2 separate regions of the Sus scrofa genome follow, and region 1 is linked to region 2. The links are chromatin contacts, called in public Hi-C maps. All regions are on one chromosome and are shown on one strand. The core of a region is the stretch at or near the end of the contact, and the rest is flanking DNA. Distances in the headings are between cores, read along the strand shown.

Region 1 (5,394 bases), core at 1,077-3,576, 250 kb before region 2:
AAAAAAAAAAAAGGACTTTATTTTTCTTCTGAAGAACATAAGAGGGACTATGGAAACTCATGTGTCCCTTTGTGTATATTTCTGTGCCTGTATCAGCATCAGCATCCAGAAGAACAATGCTTGCTTTATAGTCACCCCAGGCTGGTCCCTCAAATCAGACCCAGGAAAGTCTAGAAGCTGCCAAGTCAGTGCTGGGCTCTGTTTAAGGAGAGCCTGATTTCAAACTAACAAGTGCCTCCTGACATAAAAAATCGTCTCTTAAACACCCACGAGAGAGACCTCCCCTTTGGGCTCCCCAAAGCCTCGGGAGCCCATCTCCTGAATCCCAGTCTGGAGGCCCTTTCTGCAGCCACCAACCCAGGCCTCTGTCCTATTTTTAAAAACTCTCCAGGAAGCACGCTTGCCCACACTGCCTCACCACCCACTCGCCTTCGCCGGCTTCTCATCTGCCTTCCGCCCCAAGTCTCTCTTCTCATGATGGAGTCTCAGGAAGCACCCGGGGCCTCTTCCTCAGCCACAGATCAGCAGTCTTGGCCCTGTCCTGATCTGTGACAGGTTCAGCATCTGTCAGGAAATCTCTTGGTTTGGGGGACAGGAAATCCTCCCTGTCCCTCTCTTCACATGCCCATCTTCCCAGGGATCTGAGCTTTTTTTTGCTTTGGAGGGCCACACCCTCACCATATGGAAGTTCCCAGGCTAGGGGCTGAATTGGAGCTACAGTTGCCGGCTTACGCCACAGCCACAGCAATGCAGGATCAGAGCTGTGTCTACGACCTACACCACAGCCCATGGAAATGCCGGATCCCCAACCCACTAAGTGAGGCCAGGGATTGAACCTGCATCCTCATGGATACTAGTCAGATTTCATTTCCGCTGTGCCACGATGGGAACTCCCAGGGATCTGAGCTTCACTGCCTCCACCCCATGCTCTCTCTTTACTATCCCCTTAGCTCTGAGGCCTCACCTGGCACCTCTACACAGATAATCCTCAAATCCAATCTTTCTTGTCAACATCCACGCTGATACCACCCCAGGAGGTTTATCAACCCAGGCGCCACTCCTAGACACCGGATGTCTCAGGCTCCACTGTCCTTTTCTGCTCTAGATCTGTCCCTCTCAATGCCACCAGCACCCTTCCAGCATCTACCCTCCAAGTTCAGTGTCATGTCTTCTCTTTCCATGGCCTCACCCCCCACATCCAACCAGGTGCAAATCCCCTTTTGGCAATGTCTCTTGCCAGCCCCGTCCAGTGCTTATTTTCCACTCTTTTCCAAGCCATTGCCAAAACCTCCTCACGAATCTATCCCCACCTCTCCTCACCCCTCCCTGTAATCTACCTTGTGGGCTTCCCCAAGGGGACTTTTCTTAAAGTCCAATCAAGAAGGCAGACTCTTGTCCTCCCCTGCTCTATAACCTTCCATGGCTCCCACTGTTGTCAGTAAATATTCCCAGCGTCTAGGCCTGGCATTCCATGCTTTCTAATTCAAGGCTCTCCAGATCCACTTCTCAGCCATCAAATTTAGGACACATTTCTGCAATTCAACTCAAAATCCCACTCCCATCTGAATTCTTGGTGTCTTTTATCTCTGGGCTTCTGCTCAAGCTGAACTGTTCTCATGCAATGCCTTTTCCTTTTATTTGCCTTCATCAAACTCCTACCTTCCCTTCAAGGCTCATCTCAAATGCCACTTCTTCCCTGAAGTCTCCCTGGATTTCACCAGTCTGTACCCCCTGGGTTCACTGTGTTTCTCCCACCACCCTCATCACACCCAGCCTCACGTCATGGCATTTTCAGCCTGTGTCTCCTTGCTCCCACTAGTGCCCTTTAGACAGGGATTTTATCTTCCCAGAAGAGTTATTTGCTCACAGTTGATATTTGTGGAGTTGAGCCATTAGGCTAGATAACCATATACTTCTTTACGTCTCCCTGTTTGAAAACACACGTCCAGAGCAGATTAGCACAGGGTCTGCATCAAAGACAAGAATATGGAAGTATGTCCTGCTCACATCATTTTTTTGAGTGTACATCAAAAAAAGCAGATCAAAACCCAGTTCTTGAGTGACTAGGACCATTGCTGGATAGACTTTAATTAATCTTACAGAAAATATTCAGGGGACTTAAAGGAGCCTGGGAAAGGAGGAGGGGGCCGGCGAGAGGGAGCCAGAGCCACTGCTGTCAAGAAATGCTTTCTTCCTGTAACCGTGTCCCCTGGGGGCTGGGCCAGTGCCTCCGCTTAATCTCCTTCTCTGTGGTCACTCAGGATATGACTATTGGCATCAGATGCAAGCCCGTGTTTCTGTTCCATTAATCTGAGAGAGGCTGAGAGACTGGAAAGGGAGCTGCCAGGGTACTGCTGTGTTGGTTAGTCACCACCTCAAAGAGGAGCAGGAGAGACGGGGAGAAGAAGGATCTGACAGATGGGCGGGGGGAGGCTGACGGAAGCGAACGGAGATGAGAAAACCACGCAGAGAACAAGTTCCTGGAGCCGGTTGCCCGATCCCTTTCAGCTGTTACAGGATGGGGCCTGGAGGAGGAATAAACACACACACACACACACACACACACACACACACACACACACACACACACACACACACACATGCAGGCACCCCCCACCACCCACAAAGCAACCGATGGATGCAGAGCTTCTGCACCTTAGGGTCTGCCAACCAGCCTGACTCCCCTTGGTGGGTGTTATTGCTCTGGGTGTAACATGAACCTGTCTCACACCCGTCTCCCCCTCCTCCCCCCACCCCCGCCCCGCAACCTGGGACCTGCAGGCAGTAATGAAGACGTCAACAGCTGAAACTCAATGTCAGATGGCAGTGGTGACATCTGAATGCCGTAATTTGTGGCTCAGCATATCTTGTTCCAGGTATGGGAGCTGCACAAACGCTCCACCGCCCTGTCTTTGCTGCGCAGCATCGCAGCTTGGCTTGGAGGGCGGCCAGGCGATCTTGGCCTCGTCAACAGCTTTCAGCAGTAGAAAGCTCAGGAATCCTGGCCCCTGCCGTCTGATGGGGAAACAGGGGACCAGAGGAGCCTTCAACACACACCTTATTCCTGCAGTGTGGGCCCTTCAAGGACCCCTTCCCCTTCCGTCCCATCAAGGTATCCTGACATTTCGAAGGGTGGCTGGAAAGAGCCAGTTGTAGCCAAGTCACGGCTTGGGGGGGGCGGGGGGGGGCTCTGGAAAGCTTCTCCTTTAGAGAGACAGCAGCCTCTTAACCTGTGAATGCTCCATCCTTCTTTCCTCCTCCTCCTCCTCATTTGTCACCTTTCTAGAACCTCAGCAGTGTCAAGAGGCACTTTCTCAAAGTACAGACCTTCCAACTACTGGTCACACCTGCCCATCTTGCTGGTTAACCCGGCGGTTCAACAGAACCAACGCCTGAGGAAAGTCTACACGTGCAAAGGCGGAGGGGCTTCCTGGAGCCAGCAGGGTTCTGCTTAAACCCGAGCAAGCGGGGAAGTTGGGAATGGTGGACAGGCTGGCCTTTCCCCCACCTCATCCTCCCGGCTGGGCCGCCACTCCGCAGCCTGAGAACATCTGTTGCCCCCTTCATCCTTCCTGCTGGGCCCGCGGTGTGGGCGGAGAGGATAAAGTGACTGTTAACAAAAGGGGCCTTCACTCCTGGCCAGGGACCCTGAAAACACAGGCTGTTCCACAGTTGATGCTGATGAAAATGCCACTCTGGTGGCTTTGGGACCCTTTCACATGAACTGAGGGTTTGCCTCAAGGAGCAGGCTGGAGCTTCACCTGGGGTTTGGAGACCATGGCATGTGTGGCACCCATGTGGCACCCACACTGGCAAATCACAGGTCACCAGGGCATCAGAGGTCTCCCTGAACTCCCCATGTCCGGGTACCACGGAGGCCAGGATGGGCGGAACTCACCTCCCATCAGACACTGGTCAGAAGGCAGCCTGCAAGCGTTAGTGAGGGGAGCAGGGCTGAGCCCAGAGCTGCAACCCCTGGGAGGTCAGTCCTTTTGCAGAGGGGTTATCAGACCCTGAGCCCTTTGCGGCCCATTTTCCCACCCAGAAAACAGCACACAATCTTTACTGTCTCTAGACATCGGATCACTTGGGGAACTGGTTTGGTTTTTCACTTTCTATTATAAACAGTTTAGATTTCTTTCAGATTTATATTTCATTAGGGTATAATTTATATACAGCAAAATTCACTCTTTTTAATATACAGCTCTATCAGGTTTTTTTGTTTGTTTGTTTGTTTGCCTTTTTAGGACCGTATCCACAGCATATGGAGGTACCCAGGCTAGGGGTCGAATTGGAGCTGCAGCTGCCAGCCTACGCTACAGCCACAGCAATGTGGGATCCAAGCTGCCTCTGTGACCTACACCAAGGCTCACAACAACACGGGGTCCCCAACCCACTGAGCGAGGCGAGGCCAGGGATAGAACTTGCATCCTCATGGATACTAGTCAGATTCATTTCTTTTGCACCACAACAGGAACTCCCAGTTTCAACAAATATGTCTATGTAACTATCACCACAATCAAGGCATAAAATATTTCCATCGCTACCCTAAACCCTTTGTAGTCAACCCTGATGGCTCAGCCCCAGCCCCGGACAATCATCGATCTGATGTGTCTACATAATCTGGCTTTTCCAGAATGTCATGGAGCTGGAATCGTACAGTACATAGCCATTCAGACCTGACTTTCGAGTAGCATGATTCACTTCAAATAGACACAAGCTGCACCTATCCGAAGTTTGTTCCTCTGTATTGCTGAGAAGTATTCCAGTGCAAGGATGTGCCATAGTTTCTTTATCCATTAAATAAATGTTGAAGGACATTTGGGTTATTTCTAATTTTTTGGTGACTATTAATAAAATTGCTATAAACATTCAAATGCTGGTTTTGTGTGATCATGAGTTTAGGTTTTTCTCTTAATTAATACCTAAGAGTTGGGTCCTCTAGTATGGATATATTTACCTTTATAAGAAATTGTCAGTTTTCCAGAAACAGTTAACCATTTCATTCCTACCAGCCGCGTAGAAAGTTCCAGCTGTTTCACGTACACACCAGCACTTATTATCATGGGGTTTTCTTTTCTTTTGGCCATTCTAATAGATATGTAGTTGTAGCTCATTGTGGTTTTTATTTGCATGACCTATGACCAGTGATATTGTGTATCTTTTCACATGCTTATTGTCCATCCATATAGCTTCTTCGGTGACATATTACAGATTTTTGCCCATGTTTTATGAAGTTTGTTTGAGTCCTTATAATCGAATTGTAAAAAATGAAAACAGTTCTCCTCTTTTCAACCGAGATGTCATTGACATATAACATTGCATTAGTCTCAGGTGCAAAACAATGATTCATTATATGTATATAATATGTATATGCTGCAAAATGATCACCAC
Region 2 (6,151 bases), core at 2,175-4,674:
AAAAAAAAAAAAAAAGAGTTTTTCCCAATTTTAAAAATTATTTTCTTGTGCAAACATGAAATAGATTAACATCTGAGAAGGATGGAGGGCAATGACGTGTTTTTCAGTTTCTGATATGTCAAGTTGTTGAAGGGGTATCATCACACATTAGCTCACTACTTGGAAAGAAACAGCCTACAAAATAGAGAAGTCTATATACTTTGTTGTCATTTTATAAAATTTAATTGACAGAAGCTAAACATATCTAAATGTAAAAGATATACGACACTGAATGTTAGATACAAAATATGATTAATTACATATCATACCAAAAGGTTTTTTTAAACCTTTGATTTAAAAAATACATTAAAAAATGTCTATCATTAACATGACCAAGGGAAGTTGGTAAATTAAATAAGAAGGAGCATGTGAATCAATTTAAAGCTCCCTAAAGGAACCAGCTGCAGAGAGGAGGGGAGAAAATGTAATTACGCCAACCCTCTAATATGTCTAGTGGTCAGAGTCAATGAGTTATGCAATAGAAAATTACTGGCAGGCAGTCTAAGACCCAGGCAGTCTAAAACTAAAAGTGTTAATTTTATTTTTTAACTATCTTCCCCCGAATATTCTAATCTGAATTTTATCTTTCAAATGTAGTCCTTGTCTGTTATTATAAATGCAAGGCTATAATTTACCATAATAGTAAAACCTAGAAAAGTCAAACTGAACGGCGACCCTGGGAAGCCCTCAGGGAAAGCCTTTAAGTTTTCTATCAATTTTTCTTACAGAATCTGCTCCTAAGCCTTTTAGGTTTCATGTACTTGTAAAGAAGATAAAGATAGAAAAAAATACATTGTACATATGAAATAATCTACCATACACTGTATTTAAGTTTATTAGAAATATTCAACAGAAAAAAATTATCTTGATTGTTTATACCTTAACCCTTTAATTTAAAAAACCCACACTTCTTTTCCTGAATTTGAAAATTAACTTATACTGGTGTTTTCTTTAGCAAAAATAATGAAATAATAAATTAGTTTATTAATGACTTTAAAACTTTTAGAGGCCTCTGTGTAAAGGCTTAAATCAGAGTGGTGACCTCATTCAGAAGTTAAAATGAAAGTGACCAAGTGAAAGACAAAATAAAAGAAACACTTTGAAAACATAGGAAAGAAGAAAATATGATGGTGATGGAGATATTTATATTCTATTTTCAATGTAGACATCATATTTAAAACTCACTCAAAAAGTTTCTCAACATGGCCACCACCTGTTTGGAATAGTAGAAACAATTCAAAAAGAACGAAGGTACTTAGAAAATATTTTTTTACAAAAGCTATTTAAGTCCCAGCAAATAGAAGATTCTCGTCACTAAAGAGGAAAAATATTTTTTCAGGTGTTATGAGTTAATCTACTCATTTAATAAAATGTTTCCCTTTTAGTAGAGAGAGAAAAAGGGGGGGAGGTAAAAAAGGGAACTAAAATACTAATAGCACTGATATATGTGAGCACTCATTTACTCTCTGACAAGGTTTTTTTTTTTTTTTGGCTTAATGTGTTCAGGATCCTAAACATACTTTAGATCTAAAAATATATCACTCTAGTTAAAAATTCAAAATAGCAATACCAAGTAACTTAGAAAATACAACAGAACTGTTCATATTAAGAGGGTCAAAACTTAGTGGGGAGGAGGAGAATGTCATCCTCAAATACATTCAATCAATCATAACCTGATTATAGATTAGCACAAGTTCTACAAAATGTTTGTTGGTTTAGGATTGTCTATATGTAAAACTGTATCATAACTGCCACATAATAGCACACTGTTTTTCATTTTGTATAACAACAAAAAGTAATGTCTCTGTTAAGTTTGAATTTAAGAAATAGTGATTTAAAAATAATACAGCTTAAAGTGCCAGCTAAACTCGTCCAAAGGGCTAAACGCTGTAATTTCCCATGTATAAGGACAGCACCACCAGCTTTTTGCTTTTCCCACAAAATTAAAGCCGCAAATTTGGGGGTTTAGTATTTGTCAACATACCTCAAAACATAGTTTTTACATTTACCAATTTTAAGGAAGTTTAAAGCGTTGTAATGTCACAGAAAGGTGAAGTGGATAACCTTGGCCTCCCGGGCTGCTCTATCCTATTATCAAGTCTACCGCTTACATACGATGTCACTGGCTACTTAATGCCCTGATAGTTTTACTTATAAACATCCATTGAAATCTGTAGCATTTCTTCACCAAAGAAGGCAAAAGTCATTTATTTAAATAAATATTCCTACTTTTCAAATGTGGGAGACTTACCCGTCTTCGACAAAAGGGGAGGCCTTGGGCAATGATGCTAATGCTAAATATCTTCATCACAGTTTGATGCGGAAGAGGCTCTTTCACATTTTTCAGATCAACAGGAACCAAGCCATGGTTTAGAGTAGCTTTTCCAGGTTTTGACATTTTAAAACTCCTCTGGGCCGATGAACACTCTTTACATGTAATACAGGCACATTACTAAAAACCCTAGCCAGCAAATTAAAATATAACTTTCTAATTAAAAAAAAATAAAAGGCTGAGAACCCAAGGCCTGCTGCTTTTGTCTTTCAACCTTCTCCTACCAAATGTCCTGACCTGTCTGAGGCTTGCTGAAGTGCAAACTATCCTAGAATAGCCAGGAATTATAAACTACTGAAGTGAAAGCTCCTGCTCCTGCCAGTCAAACAGCTGGTGAACCTCCCATACAGAGTCAGTAATGTGAACACAACCAAAGCAGGGCTGTGCTGTAGGGTCCCTTGGAAAACTTCTCCAGGGCCTAACCTAGGTAATTCCCTAGAAAGTGAAAGCATTTACAAAAATCCAAAAGCTAGCCTTGTATTTTTCTCTAACATATCTTATTAAAAAGGCTTCCTCACCCAATATCAGCATTAATATTTTAAGAATGTTTTGAATTGTGCTTCAAATTTATGGACAATGGTTATTCATGCTCAGAAAATAGAGACATGTATTTGCTCTTAGAGACATTCAGAATGAGCACTATATCTTCAAGAATTTGTCTTAAACATGCTCTCTTTTCCTCTTCCATAAGTATCATTCTTTTTTTTTTTTTCGTATAAGTACCATTCTTTATCTCACAGTCCCACTAAATCGACTCTAACTCTCTATAGCTATTAATACACACTTCAGATTAATCTTATCAGGAGACATTTTAGTTGTTTGCAAATTTCAGTTCAATCTCTATAATTCTGAAACACTTAGTGATTCCACTTGAAAGTATAACAGTCATGTGGCTGATTAAATATATTTAAAAACCCAAGTATTTATGAATGTAACCTGTGATGGGAAGGAATTGTAGTAAAATGAGTAATAACTAACCAGCTCATCACAGATCCTTAGGGCCTACTTTCTCTAATATACCACAGTTATTTATGTCTTGCTATGACACACAGTGGGAATGTGTCTACTCAAGGACTTTCAGTGGGTCCCCAGTACTTCAGATAAAGGTTGGAGATGCAGACTCCTCAGAGTGGCCCCAAACATATCTTTACAGCATTATCTCAAACTCCCTAAATTAACTACTTATGCCAGAGTTAATTAATCTTTATGCTACATTTCACATTCAAACCCATGAACTAGGCCATTATGGAGATGATTAAAAAAAAAAAAAAGCCTAGTGTGAGAATTAATAGCCAGTAGTTTTAATAGGTGTGAATTATCCATTCACAATGTTCAGCTACTTTCCTTCCATTCTATTTTCTTCTTCCAGTAGCCAGTCATCTCATTTATCTCTCCTTTCAACTGCTTTTATGGATTTTTATAAGTGGGAATTTAGAATGAGATGGAGAGAAGTAGAAAGGAGACTGTCAGAAATGGGTGATTTCTTTGACTTTGGAAATCTGTCTTATTAAATACAAAGTGGGCTGCTAGAATCCACACACAACAAACACCCCTAGTCCTGCCATGTTGCTACTTTCTTTAAAGTACATCTTTCTCTGACATCACAACTTAAAATGTAATTAAAAATGCAAAATCATTAGCAAAAGTGACATTTTTAGGTCAAGAAAATAAACAACTAAATTCCTCCAAAGAAGATATATAAATGAGCAATAAGCCCACATAAAGATGGTCATTATCACTAGTCATTAGACAATGCAGATCAAGAACAGAACCATTCTGTACACCCATTAATATAGGTTTTCTTTAAACGTCCACAGAAAAACAAGTGTTGGCAAGGATGTGGAGAAACTGGAACCCTTGTGCACTGCTGGTGGGAATGTAAAATGCATGCAGCTACTGTGGAAAATTTGGAGATCCCTCAAAAAGTTACTCCGTGACCCTCAATTCCACTTCTGGGTACACACCCCAAAGAACTAAAAGCAGGGCTCACACAGATATCTGAACAACCGTGTTCACAGCCGCATGTTCACAACAGCCAAGAGGTGGAAACACCTAAGTAGCCACTGATGGATGGATGGGTAAAAAAATGTGGTACAGTCACATACAAGGGAATAATCATCAGCCTAAAAAGGAAGAAAATTGTGATACAACATGGATGAATTTGAAGACACAATACTAAATGAAATAGGTCAGTCAAAAAAGGATAACTATTATATGATTCCATTTAGATGGGGTCCCTAGAGTAGTTAAATTTATAGATAGAAAGCAGAAAGGTGGTTGCCAGGGGTGTGGGGGAGAAAGCAATGAGGAGTTAGTGTTTAAGGGGTACAGAATTTCTGTTGGAAAAGATAAAAGTTAGTTCGGGAGATGGACAGTGGGAATGGTTGCACAACATTGTGAATGTATTTAATGCCACTTAAACATGGTTAAAATGGGAAATGGGTACTGAATCACAATTTTAAAATTGTTTTAATAGAAAAGTAAATGAGTAAGAATATAATCGCTGAAAAAACCCAACAGAGATCTAGGAATAGGAGAGAGGGTACTGGAAATCTGTAAGGTGATAAGGTAGAAAAAGGAGAGACAGGTATCTCAGATAAGCACGTCGAAAGCCCCATGAGAGAGCTTACCGCCTTGCAGAATCAATGTCTCCTGCCTTACTCTAGTCTCGGCATCTCCTCTGATGCTCACTTTATCCCTTAACACAAGTCTAATCCTTTTTTCTAAAACAACATAACCTCCGTCACAGTGTGTCTTTTTCTCCTTATTAGAAAATTCCCTTTGTTGAAGCAGCTCCTGTGGAATGCCCCCTCCAAGTGACTGTCAGTGTCTACTCTGTTAATATTACCTACAGTTTTATATAGACTGACATTCTTTAGTCTCAAAAAAAAAAATCTGTCTCAGTCATATCTTTGAAATCAGTTAGTTAAATAACCCCTCAAAATTAATTTCTCTGAACCACAGAGAAAATATAATTTGAACTTCGTGTATTTCAATACAGAAAAATTAGAAGAATGTACCATATGTCACACGTTTAACGTATTCATTCTGCAGAGAAAAATGAACCAAACAGATCAACTCTAAATTCTCCTTTCACACAATCCACTCATTAACGAAGATAACCCTAGTGAAAATTATAATTTTTTACTTTTATATTTAAAGGCCCTCAAAGAACTTTATAACCACATGCATTTACATGCAGAGAGTTTGAAGAAAAGAAAGAGAGCAACCTCTCTAATCTTGGAGACTGATCCTAAGGGGGGGTGGTTTGGAATTGAAAGGAATTTGGACTGGGAAAATTTAAAATAAACAGTGTTCATTTAAGAGGGCAGAAATTATTATGAAGTAAAACTAGTTTTTCATCTTCAGGAAGTTATTTGCAGTAATAACAAATGAAAATTACAGCAGTTTTGTATATCAGATGTTGTGTTTTACACTGGATAGCAAGGTTTGGCAAACACAAAGTGATGACATTCTAATTCAACTCATTTTTTAAAATTGGTAAATAGCTGCCCTCAACTGGATAGTACAGAGCACTGCAACTAGAGCAAACACTAAATCAAATTACATGTCTACAATATACTTTTGGAAAAAAAGAGATATTATTAGTGATTGAGCAAAGTGAGTACTAATTTTCAAACTTCCAAGTTTCATCTTTTTTTCCCTGAGGATTCAAGTTAATAAGTACTTAACAGTACTTTTTCTTGTTTGTTTTTGTCTTTTTAGGGCTGCTGCTGCATAAGGAGGTTCCCAGGCTAGAGGTCCAGAGGGAGCTATAGC

The links. A called contact is a pair of places that touch in the nucleus more often than the background predicts.
Region 1: a Hi-C map of epiblast stem cells shows a contact between it and region 2, with 1.8 times the contacts expected there. The contact joins two enhancer-like sites. A contact is called at or near these places in 3 of 47 Hi-C or Micro-C datasets (embryonic fibroblasts, epiblast stem cells and fetal heart ventricle).

The regions. Positions count from the first base shown.
Region 1 is chr8:76,888,398-76,893,791 of Sscrofa11.1, reverse strand. No RefSeq gene overlaps it. Among named protein-coding and RNA genes, the nearest start is that of GATB, 330 kb to the left of the region's middle. Within about 2 kb of position 2,326, at least 7 of the 83 cell types and tissues checked have an H3K27ac peak or open chromatin away from gene starts, as enhancers often do.
Region 2 is chr8:76,634,029-76,640,179 of Sscrofa11.1, reverse strand. The region is part of intron 2 of FBXW7 (F-box/WD repeat-containing protein 7); the gene reads right to left. Among named protein-coding and RNA genes, the nearest start is that of FBXW7, 160 kb to the right of the region's middle. Within about 2 kb of position 3,424, at least 6 of the 83 cell types and tissues checked have an H3K27ac peak or open chromatin away from gene starts, as enhancers often do.